Linked DNA regions of Zea mays: all the other regions are linked to region 1. A link is a contact called in public Hi-C data. All regions are on one chromosome and are shown on one strand. Each heading gives the region's core, a stretch centred on a gene start, on an enhancer-like site or on the middle of the called end of the contact. The rest is flanking DNA. Distances are from core to core; before and after follow the strand shown.

Region 1 (6,175 bases), core at 240-2,739:
GAGCTCTTGTCGTCGGTGGCCGGCAGCTGGAACCGGCAGACAGGGCAGGAGCTGTGCATCTCGAGCCACGGCACGATGCAATTGCCGTGGAACCTGTGCCTGCAGGGCATCTCGCGGGCGCGCTCGCCGGGCGCGTAGTCCTCCAGGCAGACCGGGCAGCTGGCCGCGTCGTCGTCATCGTTGCCGCCGGCGATTTCCACGGTAGGCATTGCCTCCACGGCCTCCTTCTTGGCCGGCGGCGTTCCGTGCCGCGCCGCATCGTTCTCGGCGAGCTGCTGTACCAAGGCGTCGAGGCTGGGGCCGAGGAAGTAGTCGCCCAGCGCCACGCCATGCTCGCCGCCGGCTGCGCCGATGAAGAGGCTCCGGCCGAACGGGGTCAGCTGGTCGCCTTCGAGGGCGACGCCGGCAGCGGACTCCAGCCGCTGCAGCTGGCGGTCCCGGAGCTCGTGCAGGAGCCGCAGGAACGCGGTGACGCGCCGCCGGCGCAGCGAGAACTCGGGGTCGTTCCAGTCGTAGACGTCGCTGGCGGCCTCCTGCTGCCGCCGGTTGCGGCGGCGACGGGCGGAGCTGTCGACCGTGCTGAGGATAGCGTGCGCCCAGATGGAGCTCGGGCGGTCGGCGCCGGGGTGCACCTGAGCCACCGCGCCGTCGCCGTCACCGTCGTCGGTCGCGGCCCCGCGGGCGGTCTCCATCTCCTCGAGGAAGCCGCTGTGGCAGAACGGGCACTTCATCTCCACCTCGCCCTCCGCGGGGCTAACGGCCGCGGCGCACATGTGGCACCAGTACCTTCCGACGCCCGCCTGCTCCGCCATTGCTGCTGAGCTTCTAGCGCTTTAATTTCCCCGCCAATGCAGCTACTCTAGTAATTGTTTGTTGGGGGTGGGGGAACTCAGCTGCGACAAACAAATCGACAAGGAAAGATCAGAGTGCTGACGCTACAATCCATCGTGGATGTGCATGACGTCCCACTGAATGCAGCAATCATCTGGTACGGCAGATCGAACCATTTGCGTGCTCTTGTGATGGAGCAGACAGACCAGACGCGGCTTCGTCGAAAGCTCGTGTAAATCAAAAGACTAGGAGCAAGGTCAACCACCAGGCATCCAACACACGATTCAATCAGGAAAACAACATACAGATGGATCCACAGATAGCAGGCACATACGCTCCCAATCTGGCGGCGATAAGATACGAGTAGGCGCACAGAACAGATGGATCCACAAGCTGAGTCTCAGCTTTTGGATCTCAGCAAAGCAAGGGGAAAGCATGAAACGAAGCAAGCAAGCAACCAACCAACCAACCAATCAATCAATCACCTTGGGCAGGGCGGGGCGGGGCGGAGGCAGGGCATGTGGGTGGGGACGGGGAGGAAGGGGGAGCAGCGAGGCCAGAGGGGCCGGCTGTCTCCGCCTGCTTTATACTAGTACTATCAATCTCCGCGGCAGCGGCGGCATCCTCCTCCCTGCATCGACCATGGCCTCGGCCCGGCACACATGTTTAGGGGCAGTGATTAGGAGGGGCCCTGCCTGCTCAATTATTGCGCTGGACTTCTAATTTTAAGTTTTCCCCCACCTGATTTCCTCCTCGCCCTCGAACGCTCGCTCGGCTCGGCTAATAAAAGTTTCAGCGGTGGTGGCAGTTTCGCTTTCCGGCCAGCCCAGAAATAGATGGTCCCCAAAAGGAAGAGAAAAACGGGGAAAAGGGAGGCGCTTGGTGCCTCGCTGATCATCATGTGGCAGCCATGACGCCGTGGAGTGGTGATGGACTGATGGGTGCCACCTCAGCTAAAGTTTTTTTTTAAAAAAATGTATTCTTTTCTCTTTTTTATCGATATAATAGTATCTCAAGAGTTCTGATGTCAGCCCTTACTTAAGCTGCACTGGCTGTGTGCCTGTGTTGCCATTTGGCGTCAGCTTGTAGGAGTCCTTCAGTTTTGGAGGTCAGCCTCCTTGCTGGCGTGGGCCGGCAAAAATGGAGGTACACGACCGTTCAAAACTACAGTACGATTCTTACATGAACTGACGGAAACAGATAAATCCAATGAATCCAGTACGGCAGTACCTTGCTGATGGAAAAAAGGCTCGTAATCGCATCTTAGCTCACAACCGTGAAGTGGATAAAAAGTCCATTTCCACAAACACGCGCATACAAACGTCAAATTAGAGGCGCGGGAAGGAATTACTGGCGTGGGTGTCAGTAGGACTATAACTATGAGCGATGTATTGCCGTATTGTTGTGGGCTGATGTCCTACTGTATGGCATTTTAATGAGAAACATGCAAGTTTCTCTCTACTTCTCGTCAGAAATCATTGCGAGGATGCTCTCCCAAGGCTAAGCATCCAATAGGTAACTGAAGATGGTCTATAGGGGTGAATAGACGAAACTTAAAAATTATAAATTTTAAACATAAACTTCACTCGAAGTTACCGTTAGAACGAGTGTTAATGAAACCGGAGTACGGAAGAGAAATTCTTCTTGCTATGAGTTACTCAAACAATGCAGATAACTTTAGAAACCAACTCAAAACGATTGCAAGCAAGAGAACTAGATAGGGAGAGGAAATAAGCAAATCATAAAGATTGAGACCAACGCAAAAACACAGCGATTTGTTTCCCGAGGTTCGGTTCCGAAGAACTTACTCATTGTTGAGGAGTCCACGTAGGACGAGTCTCTTTCAACCTTTTACCTCTTTCACATGGTCACCGAGACCGTATGAGTTTGCTTCACTATCACGGGGGTAATAAGTCCCGCAAGGATCTCCACCCAAAGTATTCGGAGTCTCTTGCCTCACTTTACAATCAAGAGAACGAGAATGGGAAGTGAGAATAAGAAAGCTCAAATCAAGAGCATAAGAACTCGTAAATCTCTTTGCTCTTGCCGCTAAGCCATTTAAATGCAAATAGGATCAAATGCGGCGCGAAATTAGCTTTGAATGCGTGGAGAGGTTGCACTTAATGTGTAGTAGGTTGAAGTGACTCTTGTGTCTTCAATGTGCTGGTTGGGGGTATTTATATCCCAAGTTTCAATAGAGTCGTTGGAAACTTCAGCGCAAAAGTTGACTGCGCAGTGGTGCACCGGACCATGAACAATGTCAGTTCGGTGCGCCAACAGACCGTGAACAGTGGTTTGCCAGGTGACCATTCTGATTTCTGCAGGTGACCATTGAACCTTGTTAGACGGTCTGGTGTGTCACCGAAACGGTCCGGTGCTGCTGCTCCAAATTTCCCGAGACTAGCTTGTTCAGTAAAAATACTACCGGACCGAGTCTGTGCACACTGAACCGGTCCGGTGCGCCACCAGACGGTCCGGTGGCCCCGACAACAGACTAGATTTTTCTTCTTTTGTCCAATTCTTCTCCAAAATCTTTTTGACTATCTTCAAAATCATCCCCATGACTTAGACAAACATTTATAGTTACAATCCAACTAGTCTAAGTAACATTTATTGGACCTTTTCTTCTCTTTTTCTTAGAAATTGGTTTTTGCTCAAACTGGCTACAAAAGAGTGTTTTTGTAAACTTGAGCCATCCAATCTCCTTAGCTGTACTCCCTCCGCTCTTTTTTATTTGTCACTATTTAGTTCAAAAATGAACTAGCTGGCGACAAATATTCGAGAACGGAGGTAGTATCAAAAAGGTTTCTAGGGGTGTATTCAACTTATCCAATGTGTGAAACTAGGTATTTTTTTATATTTTCCAAGTTTTACCCCTTAGTGGCCAGATTTGAGATGTTTCTGACTTAGAATGAGTTGAGTGGACTTATGCACCTATGAATGAAAGACTAGGCAAACTAGTTAGTCCATAAGGTTGTGATGGTCATCAAGCACCAAAATCAATTAGAGAATATGGTTAAGGCCATTTTGAAAGGGAAATAAGGTTTAACCTTTTCCTATAAATGATTTTGGTGGTTGAATGCCCAACACAAATAATTGGACTAACTAGTTTGCTCTAGGTTATATATTCTACAGGTGCCAAAGGTTCAACACAAACCAATAAAAATATCGAAGTTAGGGTTCAAAAAGAAAGAAGCAAAAGAAACCGAAGAGTGCCCTGGTCTGGCGCACCGGACTATCCGGTGCACTAGGGGCGATCGACTCCAACTCTTCACCTTCGGGTTTCTAATGCCGTGCTCCGCTATAATTCACCAGACTGTCCGGTGCACCAGCGGAGCAATGGCTAGCGAGCGCAACGGTCGACTCCAATGGTCGCCTGCAACGTGAACAGTGCGCGGACAGTTCGCGCAGAGTCAGAGCAGCCGCTAAAAGGCGCACCGGACAGTGAACAGTGCCTGTCCGGTGCCACCAGATGACAAAGCTCCAACGGTCGAAACCGTCAGAACCCTAACAGTTGGGTGACGTGGCTGGCGCACCGGACAGTGTCCGGTGGCGCACCAGACTGTCCGGTGCGCCGATCGACAGCAGCCTTCCCCAACGGTTGAATTGGTGGTTGGGGGCTATAAATACCCCCCCAACCACCTCCACTCCAACAATCCAAGCATTCACTACTTCTCATTCAATACAAGAGCAATAGACACCACTCCAAAGACACAATCCAAGAGATCGATCCGCTCGAAGTCTCAAAATCAACTCTAGCGCATTTAGACTTGTGAGAGGATCATTTGTGTTTTGTTGTGCTCTTGTTTGCTTGGTTGGCTTTCTTCTTCCGCATTATTGTTCTCTAAGTGACTTGTAATCAAAGCAAGAGACACTAAGTTTGTAGTGGTCCTTGCGGGGTCTAAGTGACCCGTTTGATTAAGGAGAAAGCTCACTTGGTCTAGGTCACCGTTTGAGAGAGGGAAAGGGTTGAAAGAGACCCGGTCTTTGTGACCACCTCAACGGGGACTAGGTTCTTTGGAACCGAACCTTGGTAAAACAAATCACCGTGTCATCCATTTTATTTTCTTGTTTGATTTGTTTTCCAATCTCTCCCGGACTTAACTTTTATTCTAACGCTAACCCCGGCTTGAAGTGTGCTTAAAGTTTGTAAATTTCAGTTTCCGCCTATCCACCCCCCTCTAGGCGACTTTCAATTGGTATCAAAACCCGATACTTCATTAGAGTCTAACCACTCGAAGTGATGTCGGGAGATCACGCCAAGAGGGAGATCATGACCGGCGGCGACAAGTCCGCAAGCTCGGGAAGAACCCACTCGAGGGAGTCCGACCACAAGCATAAAGAGGAATCCGCTTCCTCCATCAAGTCACAACGGAGAGGTGACAAAAAGAAGAAGATGAAAAAAGTGGTCTACTATGAGACTGACTCTTCGTCACCCTCTACCTCCGGCTCCGAATTAACGTCCGTCACTAAGCGCCATGAGCGCAAGAAGTATAGTAAGATGCCTCTCTGCTATCCTCGCATTTCTAAACACACTCCATTACTTTCCGTTCCCCTAGGAAAACCACCATTTTTTGATGGTGAGGATTATTGTATGTGGAGTGATAAAATGAGACATCATCTAACCTCACTCCACAAAAGCATATGGGATATTATTGAGTATGGAGTGCAGGTACCGAAGGTAGGTGACAAGGACTACGATTCGGACGAGGCCGACAAAATTCGGCACTTTAACTCCCAAGCCACAACTATACTCCTCGCCTCCTTATGTCGAGAGGAGTATAATAAGGTGCAAGGGTTAAAGACGGCTAAAGAAATTTGGGACGTTCTCAAAATGGCTCACGAAGGGGACGAGGTGACCAAGATCACCAAACGGGAGACGATCGAGGGGGAGCTCGGTCGATTCGTCCTCAACCAAGGAGATGAGCCACAAGCAATGTACAACCGGCTCAAGACCTTGGTCAACCAAGTGCGCAACCTCGAGAGCACAAAATGGGATGACCATGAAATGGTCAAGGTTATTCTAAGATCACTCGTTTTTCGTAATCCTACGCAAGTTCAATTAATACGTGGTGATCCTAGATATAAGCTAATGTCTCCCGAGGAGGTTATAGGAAAGTTTGTGAGCTTTGAGTTGATGATCAAAGGCTCCAAACAAATCGTCGAGCAAGGCGCCACCTCCACACCTGAGGTACAACCCGTCGCATTCAAGGCAACGGAGGAGAAGAAAGAAGAGTCTACAACAAGTAAGCTCTCCATCGATGCCTCCAAGCTCGACAACGAGGAAATGACGCTCATCATCAAGAGCTTCCGCCAAATCCTCAAACAAAGGAGGGGGAAGGAT
Region 2 (5,848 bases), core at 1,585-4,084, 530 kb before region 1:
TTGCTCAGTTGCTCTCCAAAAATGCTAGCAAAAAGACTGTTCCACGTGATCGGTCAACAAAGAAACCTCGGTCACCTGCTAAAACGAAACGGCCGAACAAAACGGCCCAAAAGGCGACACGACAAGCATCACCTGTTCATCCTATGAGACCAGGGTACTTTCCACCCGTTTATTCATCGTCGGTATATTGTCCTACTCAAATATGGAATGGCATGACGATGAATCCATGGTACATGTATAGTCCCTTTGTCTATCCAGGTTGGGGGGGGGGCACCTCCATTCTATTCATTTTGATGCATTGATCAAATGGTCGTGGCCGAGAAAGATACAATCCAAAACGGCCTTTATATATTGGTGCTTTATTGAATTATCTCTATTTTGAAACGGTAACTTACATCAGATTTAGTTCATATGCTTTTGGTTTGTCAACCTTCACCAAAAGGTAGGGGGCATATGTTGGAAGCCAAAAAAGGCCTTGCGGACGGTCCGACCCTGAGGCCGGACGGTCCGCGGTCCGGACAGTCCGCGGTGGCGGCATGGACGGTCCGCGCGTGCGCAGAGACAGTTAGGGTTTCTAGTTTCTCGCGGGATTTGTTACCTAAAACCGTGGGATTGACTCGGAAATCAGTTCGAAGCGGATCCAGACCTCCCCCTTTATATAGATGAAGGGCTACGGCCGATTGAACCCCGCAACAATTGATCCAATCAAATCTATTCCTCGTTTTTACCTTACGCATTAGGAGTAGTTCTAGTTTAGCCATAGTTTAGTATTCCAATCCCCAAATTCTCCGCTTCTCATTGACTCTACGTCGATTAGAGGAGTCTAGGTCGGCTTGCCGAGCCTAGACAACCCTTAGGATCTCTCCTCCCCGACGGGGTCCCTCCCGGGAGCGAGATCCAGGCGCCGCCAGCGACCTTCGCCGCCCCCTGCGCACATGCGGACCGTCCGACATTAGGCAGGGAACGCCAGCCCTTGTACCAGGTCGCGGACTGTCCGACCCCTGGTCGCGGACCGTCCGCGCCTCTACAGAGGGCACCGCCATCGGTTCTCACGCAGTGTTTGGCGTCCGAAAAGGTGTCATCAGATAGGAAAAGCCAAAGGGTAATCTAGAAAAGTTCCATCGTGGTATATATCTTTCTCATATTTACTCGTGCCATTGTCTATTCAATGATCCCGTATGAATAGATATAAGTAAGGGTAACTATGTAATGATCAAATAAATAATCCCTCCTTTCAATTTTTATTTCATATAAAATTTCACTACCTCTAACAAACGAAGATCACTCTTTGAATCCACCATATCAACCTCTTAGACCTATTCATATTTTGCAAAAAAAAACTTCTGCAATTTTTATGAAGTTCATAAATACATAGAAAATCATAGAAACATATTGTAGTCCATACTACTCCCTCCATCTCTTTTTAATTGTCGTCTAAATTTTTATATATTCCAATTTTTCTTAAGATTAGTTAGATTTATAAAAAATATCATAGTAACATTTGTATCTCTAAATAAGCGTACTATAAAAATATTTCCAATGACTAATTTAATGATATTTATTATGCACCAACAATGATTAGTAATATTATATATAGTTAAATTTAAATAAGTTTATTTTTAATATATAAGAATACACTTAAAATAGATGGATGCAACATGTTATGTGTAAATTAATCTATTTATATAAACCGTGCAAGTATAGGACATAAAGAATGGAGTTAAAAAAACTTTTTAGAAATATGTCGAGGAGGTAGGAGGGCTGATTTAAAAAAGAGTATCTTAGGGGTGAAAACGGTCGGAAACGATCGGTAAACACTAAAATCATTTTCGTTTTCGTATTTTTCCTCGGAAACGAGATCGGAAACGGTAACTCCGGAAACGAAAACGACATCGGTAATTCGGAAACATCGGAAACGAAAGTTCGGTACGAAAATTACACCGGTTACGATCGGAATCTAAAATTCGATCGGTAAAAACTTTAACATGTACCCACAATTGACTTCAAAAAATCACGCAAGTCATACATTCGTATAAAATTAGTAATAATATATAAGGTAGGAGGTCACAATAAATATATAAGGTAAGAAGTATACAATAATAAAATCATTATTATGCATTTAAATAAAGTAGAATCAAGATATGTATAATGATATGACACTGACATTCTATTTGTACCCCTACTACTTGGCATAGTCAATATAATTAGTGTCCTCTTAGTCCTTCTTAAGTTCTCATGCAAATTCTGAATATATGTATCAAGAGTAATAATAGATAAGAAAACATAAATAAGATTTATAAAAGTTTCAAACGATTCTAAACTATATATCATTAGATAGATCTTGATATTAGAAAAATAATAAAATTAGTTTCACATTTTTCTAAGCTAAGATGAATTTATTATGAATTTATAAAGGTCAGCTCAGATTTAATATTTTTCTGAAAAATACCGAATTTATTACCGACGGTAAAATACCGGATGAAAACGGTAATTTTCGGAAACGGTCGGAAAAAGCCTAAACCGTTTCCGATTCCGATTTTTTCTACCGATTTCGTTTTCGTATTTTCGGTAACCGTTTCCGTTTACGTTTAGATCTAAATTTCGGTAAAATTTCGAAAACGATTTCCGGTATCCGAAAATTACCGTTTCCGTTTTCATCCCTAGAGTATCTTAAAAGGATTGTTTTATCTCTATTCTCATGGCCTATTTACACGATTTGTATAAATAAATTAGTTTACACGCTATATGTTCCCGTTTAACAATACCATGATTAAAAAAAACTAACCCTCACGAGCTACAACCCCTCTTGTAAATTCTCCATCAACCCCTCCCATCGCTGAGAATCCAAGTGCTGCCCCAATACCTCTACAGTCTACACCTGCTCTCTCGACTCCCCCAAAGTCCTCACCTCCCCACCTGGCCACCTCTGCCTTTGACCTCGCCGGCGCCAACCCAAACCCGCCGCCGCCGATGCCTCTGGCGCACTAGCTTCGCATCTCCGTCCTCAACATGGCGTCCGAGCGCCCGCTCCTCATCGCCACAACCCCGGGCGCCTCAACCCCCGACGACGCCCCCTCGCCGCATCCCCCAGCGGCGTCACTGCTCCCGCCGGCCCAGTCGGAGCCTCCTCTCCGCGCAGACCGTCTCGCCTTCTCCGTGGAGATCCCCGACCCATTCCGCTCCTACCGCCGTGGCGACGGACCCGCCGCCGACCCATCCGCGTCGTTGGAGAGGGAACGTGATGTCGGGGATGACGAATCCCGAGAGGTCATCGTGGGAGAGTCCTCACCGGAGTTCTCTGGGAACGCCATCCGAACGGCAAAGTACTCGTTCCTCACCTTTCTACCGCGGAACCTCTTCGAACAGTTCCGGCGGCTGTCGTACGTCTACTTCCTCGCAATCACTGTGCTTAACCAGCTGCCCCAGGTCGCTGTCTTCGGCCGCGGTGCGTCCGTGCTACCACTCGCCTTCGTGCTCTTCGTCACTGCCGTAAAGGACGCCTACGAGGATTTCCGCCGCCACCGTTCCGACCGCCAGGAGAACAACCGCCTTGCCACCGTGCTCGCACTGGGCACAGCTGGCGAGTTCCAGCCCAAGAGATGGAAGCACATACGCGTCGGGGACGTGGTACGGATCGAGTCCAATGAGACACTGCCGGCCGATATGGTGCTGCTTGCTACCAGCGATCCCACCGGTGTTGCGCACGTCCAGACTGTGAATCTCGATGGGGAGACCAATCTTAAGACGAGGTATGCCAAGCAGGAGACACATGTCATGTTCTCCCAGAATGGTGGTGTTGGTGGCGTCCTGCATTGCGAACGACCCAACAGGAACATTTACGGATTCCAAGCAAATCTTGAGATTGATGGCAAGCGTGTCTCGCTTGGGCCATCCAACATTGTTCTTCGTGGCTGTGAACTCAAGAACACCACATGGGCAATAGGGGTTGTGGTATATGCTGGGAAGGAGACCAAGGTGATGCTAAATAGCTCAGGGGCGCCATCGAAGCGGAGTCGCTTGGAAACACAGTTGAATCGGGAGACTGTCATATTATCTATTATGCTTATTGGGATGTGCACAACTGCATCCGTGCTTGCTGGGATTTGGCTGCTGAATCACCGGAGGGAGCTGGAGTTCACCCAATTCTTCAGGGAGAAGGACTATACAACTGGGAAAAACTACAACTATTATGGTGTTGGGATGCAGATATTCATCACATTCCTTATGGCAGTGATAGTGTATCAGGTTATCATTCCTATCTCATTGTATATATCAATGGAGCTGGTAAGGCTTGGACAGGCATATTTCATGGGTGCTGATAAAGATCTGTATGATGAGTCATCAAGGTCAAAGTTCCAGTGCAGAGCTTTGAATATAAATGAGGATTTAGGGCAAATAAGGTATGTGTTCTCTGACAAGACTGGGACACTAACGGAGAACAAGATGGTCTTCCAGTGTGCGTCAATTCGTGGGGTTGATTACAACTCTGGTAAAGATACAGGTGGATACTCGGTTGTAGGTATGATCACTTAAATTGATTCACTGCATCATACTTGTTTTTGTGTTGTGATGTTGCCATTCCCTTATACCAAATTTCTTTTGTTGGTTTTGGACAGTCGGTGATCATCTGTGGACACCAAAGATGTCAGTTAAAATTGACCCTGAGCTCGTGAAACTACTCAGGGATGGTGGTTCAAATGAGGAACCAAAGCTTGTTCTTGAATTCTTACTTGCTCTTGCTTCCTGTAATACCATAGTGCCGCTTGTCCTTGACACTAGAGACTCAAAACAGAAGTTGATTGACTATCAGGGTGAGTCCCCTGATGAACAGGCACTAGCATATGCTGCAGCATCTTATGGCATTGTCCTTGTTGAGCGAACATCTGGTTACATAGTGATTGATGTCCTTGGTGACAGGCAGAGGTAACTTAGCTTTAGCTATTGGCTTCATAGGCATCCTACATTGGAATGATACATTAATATGTTTTTGATACATATGAAAACAACTATTTTCTTTCTTGCAAATTATTGAATGTGGTTACATAGTTAGGAGTTAGACTACGTAATTTATGATCTTCTAGAAAATAGTGAACAAGCAATTTTTTCTATAAGAGTCAAGTTGTTATGACCGGTATCTATGTGCGTTGAACCCGGGAGCTGATAGCCGGGGTGCCCCAGGGACCGATGGCAGAGAATCCCCCAGGAGCCAGAACAAGAGGAGCCCTGGGGGCCAATCCGCGAGGCACACCAGGGGCCGGGGCAAGAGGTGCCACATGGCGTGAAGGTGCCCCAGGGACTGAAACCATAAGGCTCCCCGCGCCCGACCTAGCAAGAATAGTACCCACGGTGCTGTAGCGCATATAATTCCCACAGATACTATAGCGCGTGCTGTAGCACATTAGTCCAGTTCAGGTTAGAATTAAAATAGAGATTTCTTAGAGCTAAGATTGAGTTGGTTTAGGAAATATGATTGGTTTGTTAGGAAAGGAGAGTCATAATCTATAAGGATTCCTCCTCTAGTTTGATTTGGAGCCTTAAGTCCTCTAGGGACTATAAATATAGAGGCAATGCAACTATTTTAAGGCAAGCAAGACAACTACCTTGCTTGGCCTCAAGGGCCATCTCCCACGCTTCTTTCCCGCTCTCTTACACCTTGTGCACGACCACGGTTCTTGTCTGACGCCGGGGGTTCATGTCCCGGCCATCGATCTCCTATCCATACAACTTACGCAGTCGTGTAGGATTTCAGATCTTATTACAGGTTCTATTGTCAGCAATAATTGGTAGCATTGGAGAATCATATTTGATATGGATAGTTTAATATTTTATATAATTTACTTTATAATTT
Region 3 (5,693 bases), core at 1,532-4,031, 560 kb after region 1:
TTTATTGACAGAAGGACCAACGATGCCGTCTACAATCGGAATATATTCAAGAAACTAACTAAATACTAAGTAAGACTAACTAATAAACTAAAGTAATACTAATCGTGATAACTAGCTAATAAATTAAATTAATACTAATCGGAATATAATCGTGATAACTAACCAAAAATCTAATAAACTATATTAATACTAACTAACCACTAGCTACTAGTTTTTTTAATAATGGAAACATAGTCCGACCTTGACCTCTAGAGAGGCTACGGCCATTAGCTACTAGCTAATAAACTAAATAAATACTAACCGCTAGCTAATAAACTAAATAAAAACTAACTAAATACTAACCACTAGCTACGACGAGTCGATTTGGTGGCGGCGGGGTGAGGCAATGATGACGGAGCGGCGACGCCGACGAACGACGGGCTCGGCGGCGACCCTTGGCGGTGGAGGCGGCGGCCCTTGTCGGCGGTGGCCCTTGGTGGCGCCCGCCGCGAAGGAGGGGAGGCCGCCGACGAACGGCGGGCTCAGAAGTGAGGTTCGGCGGCGATAAGGGAGCGGCAACCGGAAGAAGAACGACTAGCGACGGGAGGAAAGAAAGCGGCACGCGGGGAAAGAGGAGCCGAGCAGCTCATTTACTTCCTAGCTCGGCGCCAAGATCTGTGACGCCGAGCTAGGAACATGTGGCAGCCAAGTCAGCCCTTGGATACCAGCGAGTCATGTACCTCGGTGCCATAGCCTATGACGCCGAGTTGTGTTAGCTTGGCGCCACAACCTATGACACCAAACTAAAGGTCCAAATCTTTAAATAAGTTATCCAGGGTCCAAATGTAAATTTTTATCGGAAAAGATTAAAAAACAAAAAAAATCGGACGATACGTTGATTTAAGTCAAAGATGGGCAATAATACAAAGCTGAGCAAAGAGCGCAAAGTCGCATTTAGGAGCGTTCAAAATATGGGCTCCGACCCTTAGTGCAGTGATCTCAATTTGGTTACCCCGCATTAAAGTCTCATACTCCGTATTAAAATCTCTGCTAAGAGTAAATACAATAATAAGTTCTAAGCCTGTTTATATATTATTTTTGCTTATGTAGAAGAGAGAGACATTAAAAAATAGAGAGAGTGGACTCTGATGCAAGAGACAGATAAAAGAATGAAGAAAAGGAGATAAGGAATTCATATAAGAGCCAACTTTATTATATAAGTGTGTTTATTATTGGCTCTAAAGGACATGGTAATGAGTTAGAGCTAATAATAGGTTCTATTATTAAACTTGCTCTAATTACTTTCCCGGCTATGAACTCGTGCCAAATCTCCTGCTTTCAATTTTCGAATCGTCAAAATCGGAAACAAAAAAAGGCCGGCAGCTGCACAGCCGTGGCCCGGCCGCAGATCCATTCTCGCGTGCTGGAGGAGGCGACGAGGAGCCTAGCCGCAGCGGCAGGTGGCAAAGCACGGGGATTCCCTGTCCGCAGAATTCTCTGCCCGCAGTGATGGAGAAGGAAATGCCGCAGCCATCCTTTCGAAGGCCTGCCCAAACTGTTTTACGAAAACGGAAGCGACACCAGCCGGCCGAAGGGAGGACGATCTGCCAGCCTACGCGACCCTTGCGTTGCCGCTGCCACCCCGCCGCACTGTTGAATGCTCCGGGTCCACTGTGCGTCATACGAAGCACTCTGCGGGCCCACTTGTATGTGGCACGAGGTTCGTAGACCCGGTGTAGCTGTAGGGTGCCGTGGTTGCAGCCAGGAGCGCAGCAGGGTCTGTTTGGTTGGGCTGTGGCTGTGAAAAAAGTTGCTGTGAACTGTGAGCTGTGGAAAAAGCTGCTGTAGGCTGTAAGCTGTTAAAAAGCTAAAAACCATTTGGTGGAAACCACTAAAAGTCGTTAAAAATTCTTCGATATATGTTTTCACAGTTCCATCCAAAAAGCCACTAAAAGCAGGTCCAGGGGTGCTTTTAGATTTGCACTACGAGAAAGTCGGCTTTTAAAAAAAGCTGCTTCCTGGATCCAGCCCTTTGGTTGGCTTTTGGCTTTAGGGGGGCAAAAGCCAAAGCCAAAAGTCAAACCAAACACACCCAAAACCGATGCGTGGATATTATCCCCGAGGAGATCCTACCGGTTCGGTTCGGTGACGGCGCCGTAAGCTAACGGCTTCGATCCGCCCGCATGTACAGGTGTCCTGCCCCGCACGGCCGTCGGATTCGGATCCGGGGAAGACTGGAGTTTGCTTTCCGCCGTTACGCTAACGCCGTACCAGACGGATGGGACGCTCTGTGCACGGTCGGCGATCTGCAGTGACACTCCCGAGTCCCGACTCCCAAGCGGCGGCCTCGGGCAACACCTTTTGTTTCACTGACTGCTGGGACCAAACAGCACACGGACCCCGTGTCAGTGCGGGCTGGGGGCATGCGCCGGGTCGTCAGTCGCCACCGATGGTGCTGGCGCCTGGTGCGTCTTCCGGTTCCGGGCACACGCACTAGTCAAGGCAGGATATGGGTCGCCGGCTCGCCGCGGAGGCAGCGGGTTCCCTCTACCCGGAAGAACCACCAGTGACAATGACTGGTAGGGTACACTCTTACGTGGCCCACGAATCAGTGGAGTAGTTGTTGCGTCCGATGCTGCTTTGGCGTGCAACGAGGAAGTGGAGAGCACGGTGCGCGTGAGTGCGTGAGGAGCCTACCGCGTCCAATGCTCCCCTCCACGTGTCACCAGGTCACGACCTCATGTTCCGGGCTCTCCCAACGCACGGTCCAGATTGGCCGATCGGAGCCCACAGGTGGGCCCGCGCGGGCAGGTGCGGAATGACCTCACTGTCCTTCCCTCGGCGGTAACGGAAACTCCTCCGCTCCGCTCCTCACTCCCGCTCCCCCGCTCGCTGTTGGTGGAAATCTAGGGTTTCGGTGGGGTTCTTGCCGCTGCGGTTGTTCGTGCGGCGCGGATTTAGGGAGGGTTCTGAGGCGAGGGCTTTTGCCCCCTCGAGCGGTGTGTTCTTCGGTTCTTTGTCCCTTTTTTTCGTTTCAAGATTCAAGAGCACTGCATTGCGGTCTGCGCTTACAAATGTGTTGTCTTTGGGCATGGGTCGTGCTGTCTTTGCTGGATTATTCTACGATTTTAGGCATGTTTCTATTGTTTGCCATCGAACCGTTCGAGTTCGAGTCCTCTCTCAGTGTGGATTCTTGGTAATGGCCCCCGTGGCGCGCATGTGGCAGCGTTTGTGGTTTTTAATTTCGTTGATTCTTTTTATGCCTCTTTCTGATTTTCATTGTTCTATATGGAGGGTTTTTTCTTGTTTTCCTGCTTCAATGGCAATGGTCTGCGTTTTTCTGGCTGTAATGGCAATAGTCTGCTTTTTCCTCTTTTTTCGTCGCTCATTTTACTTGACGTGTTTTCTCCTCTTTTTGAGCCTTTCTACTTATATGGAGGTATTCACTATTCAGTATTCAGGTTTTCTTGTTTGTCATCTTAATTTTTTGCACGTTTTTTATAGCTGGTTTATGGTGCTGCAGCTCATCACATTAAAGATCTGTTTTTTCTATGCGTTCTTTAGTTTCTGGGAGGTTTATGGCGGCACTGTTCATTTCTAGATATCCGTTCGGTGTTTGATAAACACGCATCTCTGGAACGTTCATTCTTAAGGATATTATTGACTTATTCTGGAAGGTTCATCCACAAGGATTTTAGTGTGGCGTTGTTCTTGTTAATTAATTTTCCTTAATTTTTTGGGTACGCGCTGCAATTTTCTTTGCCTTTTCTTGTTTCTTGGAGTCTTGGAAATTTCGCCATGATTCCCGAAAGGATAATGACGCACTTTTTTCTTGGCCTTTTTCCTGGATTTATTCCCATTTTCAAATCTTTTGCATTTTTAGGGTCTATATAGTATATAGATATATAATTACATGACTATTATTGTAATCCATTACATCCTCCTTTATTTATGGTCGTGTTAGATGATTTAATTCGTTTTCATTTGTTGATGAGCAGATTTGCAGCTTTGGGTCCGATACAGTGCTCATGTGAGTATATATGCCATATAGTTTACTGTTTTGTGTGAGCATGTAGAACGTCTCCTATAATGGACTAGTAGGATGTTTCTGTATGAGTTTTGTCACTAGAAAATCTTCTATGAACTCTGGTAGTGTGTCGTGTTGAGGTCCGTGTTTATTACTGTTTCCATAGTCTGTGAGATGATCATGATTTCATGTTCTTTTTAAAAAAATTGTAAGGTCACAGCAATTGGGCTTTGCCTACCTGCATCATTCTTACATCTATACTATACAGCGACTTCTTCTCTTACTGCTTTAATCATATGAAGTATTGGGAAACAAAACAAAGCCAGATATTTAATTTTAAGCATTCCAATTTTATTGACGTTAGCGTGGGCTGCAAAATAATAAAGTATCCTGATGTTACATTTGTGTTGCATATTTCGTGGTGATGGGACTTCGGAGTAAACATTTGTGGTTTACTGAAATGTATACCGTTTGCAAAATGTAATTAGTTGGCAGCTGATATTACTTTAGAGAATGTGTATTGTTGGAGGTGTGGCATCAGATAGGGACTCCCATTAGTGGTTTTAAGTTTAGATTTAACACTTTTTAAACAGTTCATGTTTGCACCAACTTAATTCCTAGTTTTTGTTGCTTCAGCTTGTTGCAATATTGCTGTACTCAGATGTTCTATCTCTGTTGGAAGGGTGATTTTACCTGTATACTTGTCCTTCTGCTGCTTCAGTTGCTTTGCTGCTTGCTTGAATTATACAGCTAGTGCCTACACAAATGTCTGATTGGGGTTGCTTTGGATACCTACTCATGCAGCAAGGCTCACTAAATGGAGTCTCACAATGGCGAGGCCAATGACTTGCCTCCACCACCTCCTCTGATTGCTGGTGTTGAACCACTTAAAGCTGATGAAACAAAGATGCCATTGAAACCTAGGAGTCTGGTCCAGAGAAATGGATTTGGCAGAAAGGGGCAGCCAATAAAGCTGATAACAAATCACTTCAAAGTTTCTCTTGTGAATGCTGAAGAATTTTTCTACCATTACTATGTGCGTCTCTAATCCTTGCCCTGTGCCATTTCTTTATTTTCATCCTCATACCTTTATTATCAATGCTGCTATCTTTTACTGGTTGCAGGTCAATTTGAAGTATGAAGATGATACACCGGTTGATCGCAAAGGGTCAGGAAGGAAAGTGATTGAAAAACTGCAGCAAACTTATGCTGCTGAACTTGCAAATAAAGATTTTGCCTATGATGGTGAGAAGAGCCTGTTCACAATTGGTGCTCTTCCTCAAGTTAAAAATGAGTTTACTGTCGTGGTTGAAGATTTTTCAACTGGAAAGTAATGCCTCCTTTATTTCGATTGATTTATAATTATCTACTCTGATGATAATTATCCCTAAATGTTAACTTGGCTTTCTTGCTTTCAGGACTCCTGCAAACGGCAGTCCAGGAAATGACAGTCCTCCCGGAAGTGACAGGAAAAGGGTCAGAAGGCCTTACAATACAAAGACCTATAAGGTCGAGCTCTCTTTTGCAGCAAAAATTCCTATGAGTGCAATCTCACAGGCCTTAAGAGGTCAGGAATCAGAGCACACTCAGGAAGCAATTCGAGTGATTGACATTATTCTGAGGCAGCACTCAGCTAAGCAGTATGTAATTGTTTCATGCAATTCATAGGGCATATTTTACAAATATT
Region 4 (5,836 bases), core at 3,221-5,720, 890 kb before region 1:
AGCTTTCAAGAACTACGATGAAGCAGGCAATCCACGGAGAATCCAATGCCTAAAGTATACTCATCTATACTTCATTTCTTTCTGTACAGAAGTTTTAGAACACTCTAATACATATCGATAAATATATTTTTGGTTTTTTTTGCCGTGTATTAGATATCTTGTCCTTGCCAATATGTTGATGGAATCTGAAGTGAATCCTTTTGATGGACAAGAGGCCAAGCCGTAAGACAATTTATGATCCCCGCATAAATATGGTAGCTTGATTTCCCTCCCACCCTGAAAATTCTAATGTTTGCAGGTACAAGAATGATCCTGAAATCCTTGCAATGACAAACCTGATTGCAGCGTACCAGAAGAATGACATCATGGAATTTGAAAAGATCCTGAAGGTTGTCGTTTACGCTTATATGCTCTTTTTGTTATTTATTTAGTTTTTTTTTGCTTTTCATTTTCTATGTACTAATGCAAGTGTTATCAACTTTTTTTTTGGCAGAGTAATAGAAGAACAATAATGGACGATCCTTTTATCCGTAACTATATTGAGGACTTATTGAAGAACATCAGAACCCAAGTGCTGCTCAAGCTTATTAAACCATATACTCGAATCAGGATACCATTCATTTCACAGGTAGATATTTACTCTTGCATGTCCGCAATATTTAGAAAAATGACAAGTGAGAATATTTAGTTGGACAGTTCTTATTGACCCTCTCGTATAAACGTAAAAAAAAATCTGCTCTACCAGAAGTTGCATAGATGATTTAGTTCATGTGGGCTTGGTATAATATTCCTCCACTGCAGCTAAATTGAAAACATGTTTGCTTGCTTCACTCATTCGGCACTGATATTTTCGTCAGTCTTTTGCAAGGCGCTTCAGTCTTTACTGGGCATGTCTCTTAACGGTGGCAGGAATTATTCAGTCACCATGCGCAGTTAGGAACTAAGTTTACAGTGATTGATGGCACTAATTATCTGATCAATATCTGCATTCAGGAACTCAATTTTCCAGAAAAGGATGTCGAGCAGCTGTTGGTGTCACTCATTCTGGACAACCGTATCCAAGGCCACATAGATCAGGTTAACAAGCTGCTAGAACGTGGAGAAAGGTGCAGAGCGCCCAACTTTTCTTTAATACTGTACTGTACTTTGTGCGGTCAGATTGAGATGTTGATTTGTTTGGCTTGTTGCAGGTCCAAGGGGATGAGGAAGTACAATGCTATCGACAAGTGGAATACTCAGCTGAAGTCCATTTACCAAACATTGTCCAACAGAGTTTGATGAGAAGGATCGCTGCTGCTGCGTGCATTGCACACCTAGCATTGTTGATAGCCTGTTTTGCGGATTTGAGGGCAACTGCAAAGAACTGTCTGGTGACGCTTGCGATAGAATCCTGGATCTGGGTAAAGTTAATATTGACTACGAGGTCGTCTCTGAATTGAATCTGGTGTTTTGATAGTGCAAGACTACTTGACTGGTCAAAAGCCAAATATACGACGATGCCCTTCTGGTTGGTCTTTGATTGCAGTTGGAGCGATGACGGTCTTTAACCTCCCAAACTTGCCTGCACACGCTGAACGTTAAGTTTCAGGTTGAGAGTAGATGCGCTGGGTGAAGTGGCGCGGCTTAAATGTTGAAACGAGGTGAGCGCAGACACTACCAAAGAAGCTGGGCCTGTTTGGTTGCCTCCGAATCAGGGTCGCGGGATGCAGGTAGCTAGCTTGCGTTTGGCTTCCTGGTCCAGGCATTGAGCCAGGCTTGTGGCGTGCTACGTTCCTACAAATTTTATCTTGGAAAAATCATTGCATATGATCGTATAAAATATTGTTTCGTATTATAGATTGCACACAGATTAGAATTTAAAATATTTGAATATGGGATGGAAGATAGGATAGGTAAGCTACTGAGACAAGCCCGCAACCGGCCCTGTTGATAAGATCTAGATCATTAGATATGAATAGAAAAGCTTATAAAAATTATCCTACAAACCTCATAAATCGCTAAACCAAATTTTGATCAATACAAAAAACAATATTAAAACAACTATTTTACATTAGCATGAATTCAATATATGTAAATCTAAACAATTCTAGTAGCTCAATTTTTTAGTTTAGTTTGAACAAGGCAAGCTACACAACAAGGAGATGATTGCAGTTAAGTATGGTAAGCAAACCATATGGGACATAGGAGACTCAAGATACATTTGCTTCTTCGAATTCAAGTTAGGTGATTCACACACTAATTGGTATTATATGCTAAGCTCTCATTTAGAACATCGTAAAAACCACATTAGAGGGAGTCACTCCAATAATATTGATGATCATCAATCTTTGAACTTCACAGAAGGTATATACTAAGTCCACTTTTCTAGTTTGTTAAGTTTTCCCACTAGCAATGCGGGTAAGACTCTAGTATTATTATAGCTCACGAAATATTAATTAAATTAGATGGGCTAGCCCATTTAAATTCAACAAGCACTCCCTCTATTTGTTTAAAAAAACTTTATTTTAGATATATATTTGCCCCTAAAACAAAAGTCCTTTTAGAAGAAGGAAGGCTAGATGTAAAAAGGGAGAGCCAGGTCGGTTCATCTCGAAATTGACCCATCGTTTCGCAACCTCCGTCGATCCATTTTAACATGGGATGTGGCGTGGCTGGGACACCACCACATCAAGTGACCTAACCTAGCCCAATTGGATCCTAGGTCTAGGAGTGTAATCGAATCAGATATGGACTGATATTGCTTTTTCCATATTTGTTTTCGTATTTTCTCTTCGAATCAGATATGTATATTATCGACATCTTAAACATCCAACTTTGAGTATAAGAATACTAATATAAATTAGATACTGAATACTCGAAATCGAATACGGATCAAATCTCAACCATTTTAAATAGATCAAACTCGAATATTGATAAATAATATCAACATTCAGCACCAAACAATAGTTTTAACAAAATTTAACAATTTCATCAATCCAGTAGCATCAATCAATATATCATAGATGTAAATTGGAGATAGTGTATTGAATTCGAATGGCCCACATGTCAGATAACAGATATAAAGATATGATATATATATGCAAAATAATATCTATAGATATTTTATTATATCCATACTTGTACATATGGATAATAAATGTCAATATATCCATATCTAATATATAATTACTCACTATTATTTATTCATATCCTTACCCTGGAGTAGAGTTCTGTCTTGAAGCCTTGAAGATCCACCGGCGCGGAATCTCATCGATTGGCTAGACGCCTACGTGTGGCGTGGCCCACCCGACTCTGACAACGCGGCTTTGCATGGACCTCCCGACGACCATTTCAAAAGGGTTCAGAATTTGGCTGCTCATGCGTTCACACAACTCGCTTTTGATCGCGACAGAAGCGCCTTTCTTTTGCGGTTTAGGCCGTACCAGTACAACCGCATAAAATTGACCTGGCTGTGGACTATGGTCACTGCTCCGTACAAGGAGACTCCCTGCACGGGGACCCGTGCTGAGCTTGGGCAACAAGAGTGGCAGGGGGTGGACCCAACAAGTGTGCCCGCCGATCGAGGCAGCGGTGGACCGACCGACCGTGGTCGTCGACGACGCTGGCTTTCCATGCAATGCAAGCGCCCTCAGTGACGCACGGGAAAAGGCGCATGCGGCGGCGGGGATCCTTTGCGGACAGGAGATGACGATGAGCGAGCGGTGGACCCAGCCAGACGGGTACCTAGGTGGGGCCCGCACCTCAGCGGCCGCCGGCCGCAGCCCACCGGCACGGCACGGCGTCCGCATGTGATGGGAATGGGATGGGCGGATGGCCAGCCGGCAGCCACCGCAAGCGCGGCAGCGACGCGGTTTCCGTAGGGCCCCACTCCACCGTCCGGTCCTCTCCTTTCGCTTTCCTCTTCCGCACCCATCGCTACGCACACCCTGAACCCCTACTACTACGTAGAGGCCTCATCAGCTGCTTATGTTTTCTTTTTCGTGTTTCTTGTTTTTGAAAAAAATCATGTGCACCTACTCCTATACTCTGCTCCACTCGTCCTCATAAAACATAAAGGAAAGAACTATTCCAACATTCAAATTTGTCTTGAGTTATAAGAGATAAAGTGTAATCCTTTTTAAAACCGAGTTTAAAAAATGATTAGATCGGCATACATATATAACCAAAGTATCAAGTATGGTTATATCACGAATGTCTTCCTATGATCAAGAGGTAGTTAAATACATCATTTGTTTCGCGCCCTAGAATTTCTAAAGACACCTTGTGTTCCACAAACAACAAGGAGGCAAGACATTAGGGCCAATTTTAGCTCACCTGCGTCTCTCAAATGCTGCTATGCTAATGTTTCGAAAGATTCTACTGAAAATGATGGTGTAGACAGCCCGTGTGCTCCCACCATTTCGGCCTCGCAACGCTGGCTGCTCACAGTATAAATTCCCGCTGGCCGCCGTCGCCTCCCGCTACCCGCCTCACCTTTCCTCGCCTACGCCTACCCCCACCACCTGTCACCCCAATCCAATTCCAAGCTGCGAGCTGTCGAGCTGCTGCACCTCCCCTCTCTCGCTAGTCGCTTCCATTCCCTTCGTCACATGGCGGCAAACCGCTGCACCGGCCTCGACCCAATCTGGACCCACGCCGGCGCCAGCCACTGCTACTTCTCGTCGCCCCCCGGCTGCCTCACCTCCGCGGCCGCCTTCGAGAACTCGGCGCTCACCTCGGCGCTCCGCGCCTCCATTGCGCCTGCCCACGCCAGCTCCGCCGCGGCCCGGCCCTTCTCCCCGTCCACCCCGTCCTCCTCGACCTCGTCCGCCTCCGAGCTCCTGTCCAGCGGCCACGACGCAGCTCCCGCGCCGGTGTCCAGCAGGCCGGGCCAGCCGCCCGCCGCCCGGGCCGTGGCGGGAGGACCTAGAGGGGGCCGCGTCGCCAAGCGCAAGCCGCGCCCGTCGCGGCGCCCGCAGACCACATACATCACCGCCGACCCCGCCAACTTCCAGCGCATGGTGCAGGAGATCACCGGCCTCCCCGCCCCTGGGCCCTCCTCCTCCTCCTCCCCCGCTGCCGCCGTCGCCGCGCCCAGCTGGACGCCCGCCGCGCCCGCGTGCGTGCTCCCGACACTGGACACGTCCGCTTTCTTCCTGCTCGACCGCGCCGCCGCTGCGCCAGCGCCGGTGGACAGGAGCCCGGGCGCGCGCGCGTGGACCGCGACGCACACGCACGCCGCCGTGGCAGCTGGGGCCGACGGCTCGGACTCGGCGGCGCTGCTAGAGCTGGAGGCACTGGTGCGCGCCATTGAGGGCGAGTGTGGCTTCCCGGCCCTGGAGAGCTCGGGGCTCATCTGATGAGTTGGGATTGGAGCTTTTGTCCGTCCGAATGTCCGATGGCACATGATCGGACGGCGGATGTCGGTTGAGCCGATGCCTTTGAGATGTATACTAGCAAGAAGTATTAGGCTGCTGCCTGCTTTTAGTTGAGTACATCTCTTCTCCATGAGGATTACATGCATGGTTCCTTCTATTCTAGTCAGTTAAGGAGATGACAGTGTTAATTACTTATTCCGTAATGAAATCTGATGGCTTTCTTAACGTGAAGGCCTTTGCGTGTTCCCTATTTACCTTTTGAGACTTTCAGTTTTTTCAGCAATCAGGAGTTCATGACTCAGGAGTAGAGATGGCAATGGGTACCCGAAACCCGAAACCCGGTGGGTTTTTACCCTATTAGGGGACGGATACGGGCTAATATCCAAACCCACGGGTTTCTTAATGGGTGATAAGCTAAACCCAGCGGGTACGCGGGTACGGGTATGGGATCCTAGTACCCATACCCGCAAACCCATGGG

The links. Hi-C and Micro-C count contacts between places; a contact is called where the count stands out from the background.
Region 2: a Hi-C map of tassel shows a contact between it and region 1, with 2.6 times the contacts expected there. The contact joins the promoter of LOC103650024 here to the promoter of LOC100383341 in region 1. A contact is called at or near these places in 2 of 25 Hi-C or Micro-C datasets (ear and tassel).
Region 3: a contact with region 1 is called in a Hi-C map of leaf, with 4 times the contacts expected there. The contact joins the promoter of LOC100217027 here to the promoter of LOC100383341 in region 1. A contact is called at or near these places in 4 of 25 Hi-C or Micro-C datasets (ear, leaf and tassel).
Region 4: a Hi-C map of tassel shows a contact between it and region 1, with 4 times the contacts expected there. The contact joins the promoter of LOC100280416 here to the promoter of LOC100383341 in region 1. A contact is called at or near these places in 6 of 25 Hi-C or Micro-C datasets (bundle sheath, ear, endosperm and 3 more).

Annotation. Positions count from the first base shown.
Region 1 is chr3:44,122,171-44,128,345 of Zm-B73-REFERENCE-NAM-5.0, reverse strand. LOC100383341 reads right to left here and starts at 1,489. Exons shown (of 2, transcript NM_001175998.1): 1 at 1,317-1,489; 2 at 1-893. The coding sequence starts at 812.
Region 2 is chr3:44,658,699-44,664,546 of Zm-B73-REFERENCE-NAM-5.0, reverse strand. LOC103650024 (phospholipid-transporting ATPase 1) reads left to right here and starts at 2,834. Exons shown (of 7, transcript XM_008675697.2): 1 at 2,834-4,519; 2 at 4,617-4,923. The coding sequence starts at 3,010.
Region 3 is chr3:43,559,874-43,565,566 of Zm-B73-REFERENCE-NAM-5.0, reverse strand. LOC100217027 reads left to right here and starts at 2,781. Exons shown (of 24, transcript NM_001359539.1): 1 at 2,781-2,978; 2 at 3,978-4,009; 3 at 4,811-5,042; 4 at 5,131-5,336; 5 at 5,425-5,646. The coding sequence starts at 4,824.
Region 4 is chr3:45,015,840-45,021,675 of Zm-B73-REFERENCE-NAM-5.0, reverse strand. It overlaps LOC100280416, which reads left to right and starts at 4,470. Exons shown (of 1, transcript NM_001153339.2): 1 at 4,470-5,606. The coding sequence starts at 4,590. The coding sequence ends at 5,339. It overlaps LOC100283498 (COP9 signalosome complex subunit 2), which reads left to right. Exons shown (of 12, transcript NM_001156398.2): 7 at 1-54; 8 at 154-222; 9 at 299-389; 10 at 494-628; 11 at 994-1,106; 12 at 1,191-1,510. The coding sequence ends at 1,278.